Regions from separate parts of the Mus musculus genome. Here all the other regions are linked to region 1. A link is a contact called in public promoter capture Hi-C data. All regions are on one chromosome and are shown on one strand. Each heading gives the region's core, a stretch centred on a gene start, on an enhancer-like site or on the middle of the called end of the contact. The rest is flanking DNA. Distances are from core to core; before and after follow the strand shown.

The links. Promoter capture Hi-C pulls out the DNA fragments that hold promoters and counts their contacts. Capture Hi-C pulls out chosen DNA fragments and counts their contacts.
Region 2: a promoter capture Hi-C map of adipose tissue shows a contact between it and region 1, with 3 times the contacts expected there. The contact joins the promoter of Cdk19 here to the promoter of Afg1l in region 1. A contact is called at or near these places in 3 of 39 promoter capture datasets (erythroid cells and liver) and 2 of 9 other capture datasets (adipose tissue and liver).
Region 3: a promoter capture Hi-C map of liver shows a contact between it and region 1, with 3 times the contacts expected there. The contact joins the promoter of Mfsd4b1 here to the promoter of Afg1l in region 1.

The regions. Positions count from the first base shown.
Region 1 is chr10:42,476,618-42,480,542 of GRCm38.p6, forward strand. It overlaps Afg1l (AFG1 like ATPase), which reads right to left and starts at 1,948. Exons shown (of 13, transcript NM_145743.2): 1 at 1,646-1,948. The coding sequence starts at 1,784.
Region 2 is chr10:40,347,035-40,351,500 of GRCm38.p6, forward strand. It overlaps Cdk19 (cyclin-dependent kinase 19), which reads left to right and starts at 2,274. Exons shown (of 13, transcript NM_001168304.1): 1 at 2,274-2,687. The coding sequence starts at 2,560.
Region 3 is chr10:40,022,959-40,027,454 of GRCm38.p6, forward strand. It overlaps Mfsd4b1 (major facilitator superfamily domain containing 4B1), which reads right to left and starts at 2,310. Exons shown (of 4, transcript NM_144821.4): 1 at 1,935-2,310. The coding sequence starts at 1,958.

The sequences.
Region 1 (3,925 bases), core at 698-3,197:
CAGGATCAGCACCTGAGCCCTGGAACAGAGGGCCCCTTTGCTGTCTGAGAAAAGGCTTTCCCTTAACTATTAAGAGGGTTAAAACTGGCCTGGTGGTGGCACACGCCTTTAATCTCAGCACTCGGGAGGCAGAGGCAGGAGGATTTCTGAGTTCGAGGCCAGCCTGGTCTACAAAGTGAGTTCCAGGACAGCCAGGGCTATACAGAGAAACCCTGTCTCAAAAAACTAAAAAAAAAGAAAAGAAAAAAAAGAACTGAACCTATAGCTCTGTGGCAGAAGGGTGGCCTAGTGCACAGGAGACCTTGGGTTCAAAGCACAGTACTGCTGAAAATCAAGCCAAATCCTGCCCTTCCTGTCCTCATGGTCTCTCCCAAGGCTTCCTTCCTGCCTTTGTTTAAGCCAGCTTTGTAAATGAAACTTCAAACAAGAGGGGAAAAAGAAATAACCCTCCTGGGGTTATTTCTTGATGGCGGGTGTGGGGGGGGGGAGTAAAGAAAGGGGCAGAAACTGTAATCCAGACTCAATTAATGAGATTTATACTTCAGCATTTCTCTTGTTTATAAAATAGAAAGGAATATTTTTTACTTTACTTATTTTGTGTGTGTGTGTGTGTGTGTGTGTGTGCGCGTGCGCGCGCGCAAGAGAGGACAAGTGGTGGGTGTTGGTACTTCCCCTCTGCCATATGGGTCCTAGGGATTGAACTCAGGCTTGATAGCAAGGCCCTTTGCTAAGTGGGCCATGTAAAGCTCACAGTCTGGTATTTATTTCAATGACTGAGGGGGGAAAAAAACCTATCTTGAGACGATGAGAATCGGCATTTGCATATATATACTCTGTTAAATTATATCCGATTTTGAAGGTATATAAAGAAGCTCTTGGAGATGAGGAAAGGTGACTGAGGAAGACCATGAGAATAACGTCGTTCATTTGAAAATATCTGCTCATCAGACACCAATCACCATCCTACGTGCCAAGGAAATAAGGACACAGGGTTTGCTGTCTTTTGAGAAACCAGTCCAGTGAAGAGAGGTAAAATTAGCACTTCTGGGAAAGAGCAGCAGGAGGTTCTCAAGTTCGTGGCCAGCCTGTACCACACAGTGAGACCACGTGATTGTAATTTGGCTAACCACTCATTCACAGACACATGACAGTAGAACGAAAGAATCGAAGGTCAGGGGCAAAACAGATAAATGACAGACAAACAGACAAAGTGATGCCCTAGGAATTTAAGACTGCATCGAGAAAATGGGCGGGGAGGGGGCATAGGGTCCCTGACTGACATGACCATTAAGTCCATCACCAGCCTTAAGAGCCCAGATGGGTTGGGGTGAAAGGCTCCCCACACACCAACCCCATCTTGCTTACCCCCATCCCTCCAAGCCGGGCTCTTGCACACCTGCCCTCTCCAGGCCTGGGTTACCTGGGGAAGAACTGGGTTGGCCTCTGACCCTCAAATGGAAGTTACTCTGGGCAGCTGCCTGAGGCGCTCAGCGCTCTTTGGGGCAACGAGATGCAAAAGGTCAATAGACACGAACTCGTCTCTAGGATCCTTACAACTTGTGAAGCCACGGGTGCAGCTGGGAGGGATCAGACAGTGGGGTGACCCCAGGGCCTTGCGCGGCCCGCTCGTGACACGGTCACTGACCTTTCCACAGGGGTTTCCCAGGGCCAGGGGCCGGAGGAGGGATTGCGACGACCCGCGCCCCGCACCCAACACCTCTCCCAGTCAGCCGGCTGCGCGCGGCGGAGCGCAGAGTAACCAAGGGCGACCAGGAGGCCGCCATCTTGAGCTCCGTACAGGGAGGAAAACTTTATTGTAACCCAGAAGACGCGACGGAGCAGCCGGGTGCTGTGGCGCTCCAGGAGGCCACGCCTGAAAATGAGAGAGCGTTAAAGAGAGATGACCTCAAGCTTAGAAAGGCTGCAACGCCTGCCCTTCACGCCTTCCGGTGGGCCTTGGGACTACAAGTCCCGAGAGGCCTCGCGCCTTGAGGGGGCGTGTCCTGACAGTCGCGGGTGCGCCCCACCCCGCTGAGAGGCGGCTAGAACCAACTCTCCACCCCGCCCCCACTGAAACCCTAGTTCTCCAGGCCTGAGAAACCAATTGTAGCTTGTAGTAATAATCGTGAACCTTCTAAGACCGCATAATATGAAGGTGACCAAGAGGTATATATTATACCTCGTCCAATCTGCTATAATATAGCCTCAATTTACTTTTCTTTCGGTGTCCAACGTGTCTCTGAAGGGTACCTGAAATGTGTTTCTGCCACTTTCTGTTTGAGCTGTTGAGTAATAGAAATTATCTTCTATATAGCACATGTTTTCATGCTTTGAAGAAGCTTATAAGTGGGACAGGAAAGCCAAAGGGCCCAGACTGACAGCTGGTGGATGTGGCAGTCATGGGATGGTGTGACCACTTGAATTTGCGACTGCCCTCATTTGAGGCTGGCGACCCTTTGGCTAGATGAACGCTGCAGCTAAAGACAATAGTGGGATCAAGGAGAGAGCACTGTTGTGGAGGAGTACGGAGATTATATTTTTGTCTAGGTGTGTGTGTCCTATATTGAAAGCGATTCTTCTGGAGGCCAGAAGTGGGCATTGATCCCCCCAGAGCTGGCTGAGATTAAAGGCAGCTGTGGGCCACTCAACGTGGGTGCTACGAACCAAACCCTTGTCGGCTGCATAAGTTACACATTATTTAAACAGTTGAGCCACTTCTCTAGTCCATACAAGATTAACTTTTAACAAAAGACAAAGACCTTCCCAGGGGTTGTCGGGTGGTGTTCAGCTGATAGAGTGTTTGCCTAGTTAGCAGGAAGCCCAAGATTCACCAGTCTGGGAAGAAAAAGCACAAACAGCAATCCTAGCATTTGGGAAATGTAGACAGCAGGGTTAGAAGTCCAACTACATAGTTACATCCTTAAAAATAAATAAAACAACAACAACAACAACAAAAAAGTAAACCCTTCAACCGTGGATCATATCTAAAAGACCTGAACATTTAGCTGGGAATTATGGAAAACAAGAAAGTCTAGCATTCCTAGGAAGGAGGAAACAAAGTTTCAATTGTGTGACCAAAAAAGAGAACACTAAGAAGAATTCCAGGAAACCAAATTGTGGTCACCAGAAGAGGAATTCTGAAGAAACAGGAAATGGAAGGTGTAGTATGGCAGAGTAACTTCAAGCCTTTTCTCTGCTAATATGTCAAAGTATGTACCCACCCCGATGGGACTGAAGATAGTCTAAAGAGACACTTGTGTCTTCTTTCCCTTTGGCTATTGCACTACTGAAACAATGGCCCTAAGAAATCAAACTGCTCCCAAGAATCCCACGCTGGGACAAGGAAAAGGTTGAAGCCTGGTGCCAACCAGAAAAGGGAGAAGCTGGGCTCCCGGAAGTGACGTCACACGGTTCAGACAGTGCAGAACCAGCTTGTAGGACACACTGGAGCTGGGCAATGGTGGGCCAGTGATGCACAGGTCACACCTGACCTGGACGGCTGAGTTGTTGTACCTCTTTCCTACGACTTAAACCCAAGCTTCCAGTCAGGATCTCAAAGATGGATTTGGATCTCTCTCTCTCTCTCTCTCTCTCTCTCTCTCTCTCTCTCTCTCCCCCCTCCCTCCCTCCCTCCCTTCTTCCCTCTCCAAGCTCTGACCAGAACAACCGTATCTGCTGATGTACACATCCAGTCTTGGAACTCTAGCTCCATAGACCAGGCTGGCCTTGAACTCAAAGAGATCTGCCTACCTCTGCCTCCTGAGTGCTAGGATAGAAAAAGTGTGCCGCCCCGCTCGCTGCCTGGCTGAAGCAACCTGTTTTTAAATTTTTTTTAGGTTTATGAGTGTTTTGCCAGCATACATAGCTATGTATCACATGTGTGCCTAGTACCTAAGGAGACTGGAAGAAGGCACCAAATCTCCTG
Region 2 (4,466 bases), core at 1,024-3,523, 2.1 Mb before region 1:
CTCTGTAGACCAGGCTGGCCTTGAACTCAGAAATCCAACTGCCTCTGCCTCCCAGGCAGAAGGATTTTTTTTTTTTTAAATACACAGACTGATTACATTTCTTCTTAGCTCAAATGTGTTTGATAAGCAGTGTAGTGGCACCTACTTGTAACTGCAGAGCTTGTGAGTCTTAGGCAGGAGGAGCCTGAGTTTGATGGGTTAGTGTGATCCTGAAACAGACTAACAAACTTAAAAAAAAAAAAAGTTTTATTTATTTAATGTATATGAGCACATTGTAGCTGTACTGATGATTTACTTATTTAATGTATATGAGCACACTGTAGCCATCATATGCTTGCCGGGAATTTGAATTCAGGACCTCTGCTCCCTCCGGCTGACCCTGCTTGCTCCAGCCCTACTTAGTTTGGCCTAAAGATTTACTTATTGTTGTATCTAAGTACACTGTAGCTGTCTTCAGACTCAACAGAAGAGGGCGTCAGATCTCATTACGGATGGTTGTGAGCCACCATGTGGTTGCTGGGATTTGAACTCAGGACCTTCAGCTGGTGCTTTTAACCACTGAGCCATCTCTCCAGCTCGTGAAGAACTTACTACTTACAGAACAGTGAAACATAAAACCAACGAGCATGACTCACAGTTTGACACCTCCTTATTTGCTTGTCTTATCCATTCCTTCTTTCTAGCTTAATCTTGCAGGACTCAAACTGGTTGCTTTCTCCTAATGTATCATTTTGTGACCGGGGCGCAGGCTGTCCTGCCTGCAGCTTTATGGTCTCTGTTCTCTCACTTCCTCAAGGCCCTGTTCGTTCTTTACATTTAAGCTCATGGTGCTTTCTTCATGACGGCTACCCACCTAGCCTAACAGTCATCCTGCCGATTTTATCACTGTGCCTTGTGCCTTACAGTTCATATTATAGATGTACGCACGGGAGTCCTACACAATGAAATCGAAAGGCCTGATGATTGAAGCTCATGACATACAGAGAGGAACAAGAATTGGAAGTTTTAGTAGGTATTGGAGATAAATGAAGGAGAGGGAAGGAAATAAAGAGGAAATAACAAGTCGATTCTTTGTTTAGATGGTCTCCCCAGCAATAATGTTGTCTATGGATAGCTTAGCTGCCTTTTTGACACAGACACCTTATCAAATTTCCCTTTTAAATTTAATCTTGTTATAAAATGCTGCCTTTTATTTTAGGTAGTGGAAGAGAGCTGAAACGCGCGTGTCGAATGGATCTCAATTTCTTTTCGGTTTAAAAGCCATCAATATGCAGTGGGTCACATTTTTAGTAAGGCACTTTCTAAGTTCTTACAGTACTACTTTGAGGTGATGGGTTCTGAGCCTCAGACACCATAACGAATCAACGTCATGAGCAAGATAAATACCTTAAACCCCTAGGTGAGCCTCGCCATTACTGTAAAACACGCTTTACTACCCAGCAAAAACGATTGTTTTTAAAACGCTGCATTTTTGCAATCTTCCAAGCGCTTTAATTGTTCTCAGACAGATGGCTAAAGCTAGGCTACCGCACCCGCATATGTTAGGATAAAACCGACTAGAGCGCCAAGAAAAAGATGATTGGCTGTGGGCCGTAGAAGTTACACGGTTCCCCTAGCAAGAGCTGGGAAACCGCTGAATCTTCAGGTTTTGAAATACGGTTTTTGCATCGTAAAGAAAGAAGATTAACCTATCAGGAAGAACCGAGCACATCCAATTACCAATCAAGAGCGGGAAAACAGCCAAAGCCGGAGATAACCAGGCACCAAAGCGGACGTCACTCTTCAGTCTCTGCCAATAAGCCGAGGCAAGGGGCGGGGCAACCAGAGGATCAATTGCCCAAGAAAACAAACAATGTGTAGTACAACTGTCTAAACCCCAGTCCTAAGCTCCGGATGCGCCGGAATGAGCTCTAGAGCAAGGCTCTCGTGAGGTGCTTCCCGCTTTTCTAGCCTAATGACAGTCAGGGCCGGGTATCTACTTCCTAGCTCAGCAAAGGTGTCCTTCCCGCCAGCTCCCACGGGCTCGCAAAAATCCCGCTGCAACTTTGCGCTACAGTTTACAGGAACAGCAGTCGCGCGCTGAGGGGGTGGGGCGGCGGCAGAGCGCAGGCGTACATGCCTTGTGGAGGCGTGGCCCAAAAGGCCCCAGGAACTCTGGGAACTGTATTCCCCGCTCCCGAGGAGGTAGCACAACTCACGAGCCCTCTTGAACTACATTTCCCAGAATGGCTCGCGACCTTGGGGCGGGACGCTTGGTTCCTTAATGAGTTCGAGAAAGCCGCGGCGCGGCCCACCAGGTTCCAAAACAAGGAAATGAAGGGAGGAGGCGGGACTGTAGATGCCTGCGGGAGCCGCCGCCGCCGCCGCGGAGGAGGAGGAGGCGGAGGAGGTGGCTGCCGCGGCCGCCGAGGAGTCCCTTGCTGAAGGCGGACCGCGGAGCGGCGGGCGGCGCGCGCGCGCCCGAGCGACGGCTGTTGGAGAAGTGGAGCGGCGGCGGTGGAGGAGGGACTGAGTGGCGGCGGCCCCCGCGTCCCGGTTTCTCTATGGGGGAAGCAGACAATGGATTATGATTTCAAGGCGAAGCTGGCGGCGGAGCGGGAGCGGGTGGAGGATCTGTTTGAGTACGAAGGGTGCAAAGTGGGACGCGGCACCTACGGGCATGTCTACAAGGCGAGGCGGAAAGATGGGTAAGAGCGCGAGCGGGGAGTGGGCTCGTCCCGTCCCCTCCGCTGCGGAGCCCCGGAGGGCTGGGTGGGTCGGAGCTCCCGGGACGAGGCGGCGTGGGTCGCAGAGCGACGTCCCGGGGCTAACTCGGAGGCACTGGTGCTGCCGCCCCCCGCTGGCCGGTCGCGCCCCTCGAAGTCGTACGGCGCAGCCCCGTCGGGGGCGTCGGTCCCGCCTGGAGTCGCGGCTGCGTGATTAACAGCGGGCGGCGGGTGGAGACCGCGCCTGGAGGTGGAGTTTAGGGGTCTGGTCCCCGGGGACCCTCCGGAGGGCTTGGCTGAAGAGTTACCGGTTTGGCCCTGTGCTGGTGACGGTAGTGGTGGAACTTCCAATCGGCGCAGCGCCTTCCCGGGGCGGCGGTTTGAAAGCTCGCGGGGGCGCCTCCTGTCTGGTGGCGCAGCGCTTGGGGTCCTGGCTGGCCCCTTGGGTCTGACTTCCTTGCCAACCCAGACTTCATCTCTGATGTTTACCTGGGGACTTCCCGATCCTGCTCCCGATTCCCACATTTTAATATTCTGAATTCAGCACTCTGAAGGTGGACCCTGGAGAGAGATAAATTGTATATTACAAGATTTAAGTGTTCTCTGGTTGCTTATCTTTCCTGCCTCTTGGCTATCTTAGGTATAAGATATATCTTGGCTATCTAATTCCCCCCAACCCCCTTTAAGATAGGGTATCTGTGCGCCCTGCTTGGCCTGGAACGGAGAGATTCGCCTGCCTCTGCTAATCAGGTACTATCATTAAAGGCGTATGCCACCAAACCTGGTCCATTTCTCTTTTCTTCAGGAAGAAATCTTGATTTCTTCAAGTTCTTAGCCTCTGTCAAATGGCTGTGAGCTTTGGTAGTGTTTATTGAGAACCTAGACCACCAAGAACAGAAAACGGAGTGACAGGCTTGAGCCTGGATTGCCGTTTCCTTAGTTGAGGGGATCTGTAGGAATCTCTTGGGAAGTCTTTATGGATTGTTATATCAGTAAAAGACAAGTTGATAAAGCATCGAGAATGTCCCCTTCGGGCCGGTGGTCAGACTGGCTTGTAAGAGCTGGCCCGGTGGAACCAAACTTCAGGCCTGGGAATGGTGAGTTTAAAGCCAGTTGTCACCTTGGCTCCTTTCTGGAAGGAATTCCTTTCCCTTAGGTTCTGTAACTTAGACTCAAACGATTGTCAGACTATACAAAAGGGAGACTTAAGGATTGTGATGGGGCATTTTTGATAAGCCGGATTATCACCATACCTCAGATTTAAAGTGCTCCTTGGGGCCCCTCCTTCCCAGTGCTGTGATTTGATAATGTTGGTGAGGCGCTCCCGCATCAAAGTAAGCAGTGCTCGAGCTACTTTTCTAAGAAGAAAGCCAGAGCACAGTCGTACCAAGTGTCTCATACTCAGTACCTGGAAAGTTACAGGTACTGTCCAGAACTCAAGGATGATGGTTAATCGCTATTGCAGGTAGACCTGTCTAGGCCAAGCTACTCAGTTGTCTGAGCTGTTTCTTTTAATTACCACATGTCCTCGAGTGCACACCAGGGGCTGGAGGGTACTGTAATTGACTTGCACTCTGTTTTTGGCATAGCCACTCTCCTGATTAAATTGATATTCCAGTGGGACTCTTCACAGGGCTGTTTGGGGAAAGCAAATCCAGTGCTGTCATTTGGACACTGTGGTTCCATTGTTGGGCTGGATTTTCCCGTATCCCCAGGGACTGTGCTAACGTTGTGATACATGTCATCTAGAATACACAAAGT
Region 3 (4,496 bases), core at 1,060-3,559, 2.5 Mb before region 1:
TTGTGCCTCAGTGCAGTCTTACAGACTTCCTGCAGTTATCCTCAGCCGTGCTTCAGAACAGTTTTGATGTTCTTAATTCTAATACATAGGACTTCAGACTACATACAGTGTTGATGGATGTAGAACTTACTGAACTAATGATTTTCTTCAGGAAAACAAAAGATACCTTTTTTTTGTTTTGTTTTTGAGATAGAGCCCCATGTAGCTCAGGGTGGCCTCAAACTCTCTATATAGCTGAGGATGGTCCTAAACCCTAATTCTTCTACCTCACTTCCTATGTGCTGGGATTGCAGGTGTGTGTCACCATGCCAAACTTGGACACTTCTTTACATCAGCAATCACTCTTACAGCCATTGTGGACCTTAACCACCGTCATACCAGCCAAGACCAATGGGAGTCTAAGTTTATTGAGCACCTATTGCATGAAGTGTATTGTTTGATCTTGGTCCATTTCAGTGTCTTGGCACTATCCTCTTAGGGGCTATCGTAACTGACTCCGGGTATACTGTATTACCTCAAGAGTCATGAATGTTTTTCTGTACCCATAGAAACTTATGTAACAAAACATGAGGAAAGCTTAAAGAACTATGAAAAATAACCTGCCATTGACATTTTCAATTCCACAAATGGACCAAATAGAAAGAGACTCTTGGGTAGGACACTGTAACTGACCTTAACGTCAACAAACTACAAACTAAGACAAAGTTCAGGAGAAAGGGACTGAGCAGACAGGCACTCAGCCCACTAGGCTGCCACTGCCCAGAAATGGGCAACAGTGATAACTGACCTACTATCAAAATCTGCTCCTTCTGAACTTGACTTTCTTGTTCTGTCTTTAAGTCCTGACTCAGATGTTCCTGCAACATCACTTTGTATAAAGAAGAAGCAAAAATGAACTTTTCCAGCTTTTTCTTTTTAATAGGAGTAACAAGACCTACAGGCTAATAAATTGGAACTTAGAAGAAATCCCTTAACTAAAGCTTCTAATTGACTTACATTTCAAGAACTACCGATTCTAATTGTACCATTGTGCTCCAAAGTTAATTGTGCACCTTACCTAGACAGCATTGGTACGAACCAGAGTGAGCGCAGGTTCGCAATAAGTAGCTCACACACGAAGAGTGAAAACACTTCACGTCTTCCAAAGACTCAAAACCCAGCCCAGGGAGCGAGCGCTCAGTAAGCATCTGCAGGGATTTCTTTATCCCGTCCCATTAGTACAATCTAAGAAATGAGTGTGGCTCAGAGTCTAGAAGAGAGTAAGCTATTCTCCTCTGGGGACTCACCCTCTCGACCCTGTTGGCCTACAACCATGAAGTGATAGGGAATGGGGAGCTTTGCCACAAACACTGAATTGGGGGTAGCTCCAGGATCTGTAAAAAGCGCATACAGCCTTGTACTTTGCTCCATGAAAATCACTTATACAATGGAAGTTAGTTTGAAGAGGGCTGTACCAGAGTAAGGGCTGCGCTTGACTCAACCGCTTAAACATTTGTATGAACAAGAAAAAGTCATTTTGCTCTTGCCATTATATCTGTAAAATCTGTAAAAATCAAGCAGTTGGTGTAATTTAATCAAGCCACTAGAAAGAGAGCCCCCACCCCAGCCAAGTATTTCTCTGTATAATAATTAAGGTGTAGGGGACAGTGGCTACAGATCCTGGCATTCTCTTTTTTTGTCTCCCTAGTACTAAGAGGAGCCCTACAAAGATAGATTGTAGGGGGAAATCATGTTAGGCAAAAATCACCCGCGCTCTTGACAGTGACCCTCGGTGATTAGAATAGTGCCTATGTGTTAAGCGGATGAAACTGAAGCCCCAGCGATCAAGGTCACACAACATGCAGGCAGCGAATGTGAGAGTCCAGCTGGGAAGGGCAGGTCCCCTGCAGGAGGCTCGCGCCCCAGCCTGGGAGGGGTGCAGCCTCGGCTCTCACCAGCCCCAGGAAGGCGGCATACATGACCGCGGTGGAGAACCAGCGCAGCACGCTCCTGGTCCGGCCACTCCGCCGGGAAGCCACCGTGGCCTGCTCGCTCTCCGCCCGGGTCTCCGCCTGGTGGAGCCTCTGTGCCGCAGCCACCGGCCCGACGCTCCCGGTCTTCACGTCCAGCTCCAGCTTGGCGGCTGCGGAGAGCTACTGGGGGCCGGTGCACCCTCTGGGGCTCGGCACTCAGGCTCCTCCAGTCTCCGAGGTCCCTCCTGATAGCACTGTCCCCAGGGACCGTCCTGACTCAAGACCTCCGGCGGCTGGACTTCGACCCTGGCCCCAGCTGGCCACCGAGTTATGTTCACTCTCCATCTTGCAGAATCGTGGCGGTTCCCGTGACAGAGTCAGGCCACTAGCCAACCTGGAGTCAAACCGGAAGTCATGGTGGTTGCCTAGGAAACGGAGCTCAGCGCGTGTTAGAGCTGCTACTGCAGCCTAGCTACTGCTTCTATAAAGTGTGCTGCTAACTCTTGAGGGAACACGCCAGTGCTAGCTGGGAGGTCGTCTTTACACGCCCCACCCCTACCCTCCGTCCACACCTGAGCTTTCCAGGTCTTTTATTCAACTTTCAGGCTAGTGATACCTGCTGAAGCTCCGGAATAGGCTCCTGGAGCCACATCAATCCTCCCCACGCTCCTTTCTCACCTTAGCCCGGGTGTCCAGAGAGAATCCAAGCACAGAGAGAACATACAGTTCCCCAAGATCAGTCAGCAATCACGGGCCTAGTCAACGGCCAAATAGCTCAAGACACATGTGTGGGTTCAAATTTGTGGTTTCAAAAGCACGGCAGTTCAAATTTCCACAAATGATTAGAGCCTGGCAATGCCTGAGAAAGGCTGTACAGCTGTCGGGATTTGTTCCGTTTGCTATACTCAAGTTACACAACAATGTAACTTTATCATCTATCTGAAAAATGCTCTTTCCACCTGAAAACCTCCTTGATCTCTGTATTACTGATCACTTATACCGAGAAAAACATTCTTTCATAAGATGGTCAAGAAGAAAGCTGGAAGAATGTTTTGTTTTGTTTAAAACAAACAAACAAAATCAACCATGTTCCTGTAAATTATCCACTTGGAGAAAACCTGACTTCTGTTAAAGGTTGCTTATTATCTGATAAATTTTAATTTTAATTACAGAACAAGTCATTATGTTTAATGGCATTTTAAAAAGGCTAAAAGTTTGTAATCTGTGATGTCATTTAATCTAGTAGATATTGACATACCAGAACATGCTGACCACTCAGGTCACTGAGAAAATCAGGAAAATAAAAAATACGACAAAAAGACAAAATGTTACTGGCCTGTAAAAGAAACATTTATTTCCTCATGATGGGATGGGATGAAAAGAGAGCCATACACAGCTGTGCGAATACACAGCTTGGGCTGAGCCCACGGATTTCCGTTCTCTGTTCTATGTATCCCTAGCCCTAGGCCTGGAAACTTTTAGCCTAGATACAATCTAATCTAGAATGCTTTAGATTTGCTGCTGCATAAACTCACCCTTTCCAGTTCTTTCTGAACTCTGGCTGGCTGGTTCAACTCAGCTCTTCTGGCTCAAACTCCTCTCCAAGCTGACTGATTCAATCTGGCTTCTCTCAGCTTCCCACTGATTCGCTCTGCTTGGCCTCTAACAATTTGGCAATTTGTTCTAATCTTCTGGCTCCTTATTTTCTGGCTCTGCTGGCCTGCATGCACTGCACAAATGGAACGGAACTCATGAATGAACTCTGCTGAACTCAACTGCACTGCAGGAGTTGAACGGACTAAGCTGATTCACTCCCTCTGGCCCAGCCCCAGTCTCTTCGATGCTCCTTTCCTGTCAGTTGGGTGCATCCTATCTCTGGCTCATTCTGTCAACTCTTTCTCTGATTCATCACTTTGTCTGTCCCTCAAGTAGATGTCATTGATTGGGATTAAAGGTGTGCACTAAAGACAGGTTTGTATTCCGGTCAGAGGGATTAAAAGTGTGTCCTCCAGGCAATTCACACAGACCTGTTCTTTTCCTTTCCTAAGCTAATGTGATCTCTGGCCAGAGCAGCCATGTTGCTGGATTAAAATTCCTCTACACTGGCCCTAAGCAGGATAAAATAATTTTTAAGTGAAAACAAACTGATTCTAACTTACTCATAAAGCCTAACTTGAGAATTATAACTCACAGTATCAGATTTAGGATTGAAAGTTATCAGTCTCTTATAGATAAATATAAACATAGACTCTTAAAATTCAGGTTTTTAAAAATCTCTAATTCAGAGTCTTCTGTCTTTTTTAAAAATCATTCTAAAGATAGCTCACCCTCACACTCCACTGTCCCTCTCCCAACAGTCCACCCTGAGCTGGGACTCCCTGATACCTCTGGTCTGTGCATGCTCAGCTGTCTATGGATCTCCCAGACAATTCTGTCAGCTCCTCCAGCCATGGCTTTGGTCTAAGACTCAGTATTCAAGTCTGTCGAGACTTTATTTTCCACAGGCTGAATACCAGCACTCAAACCATCATCCCTGGTGATGGC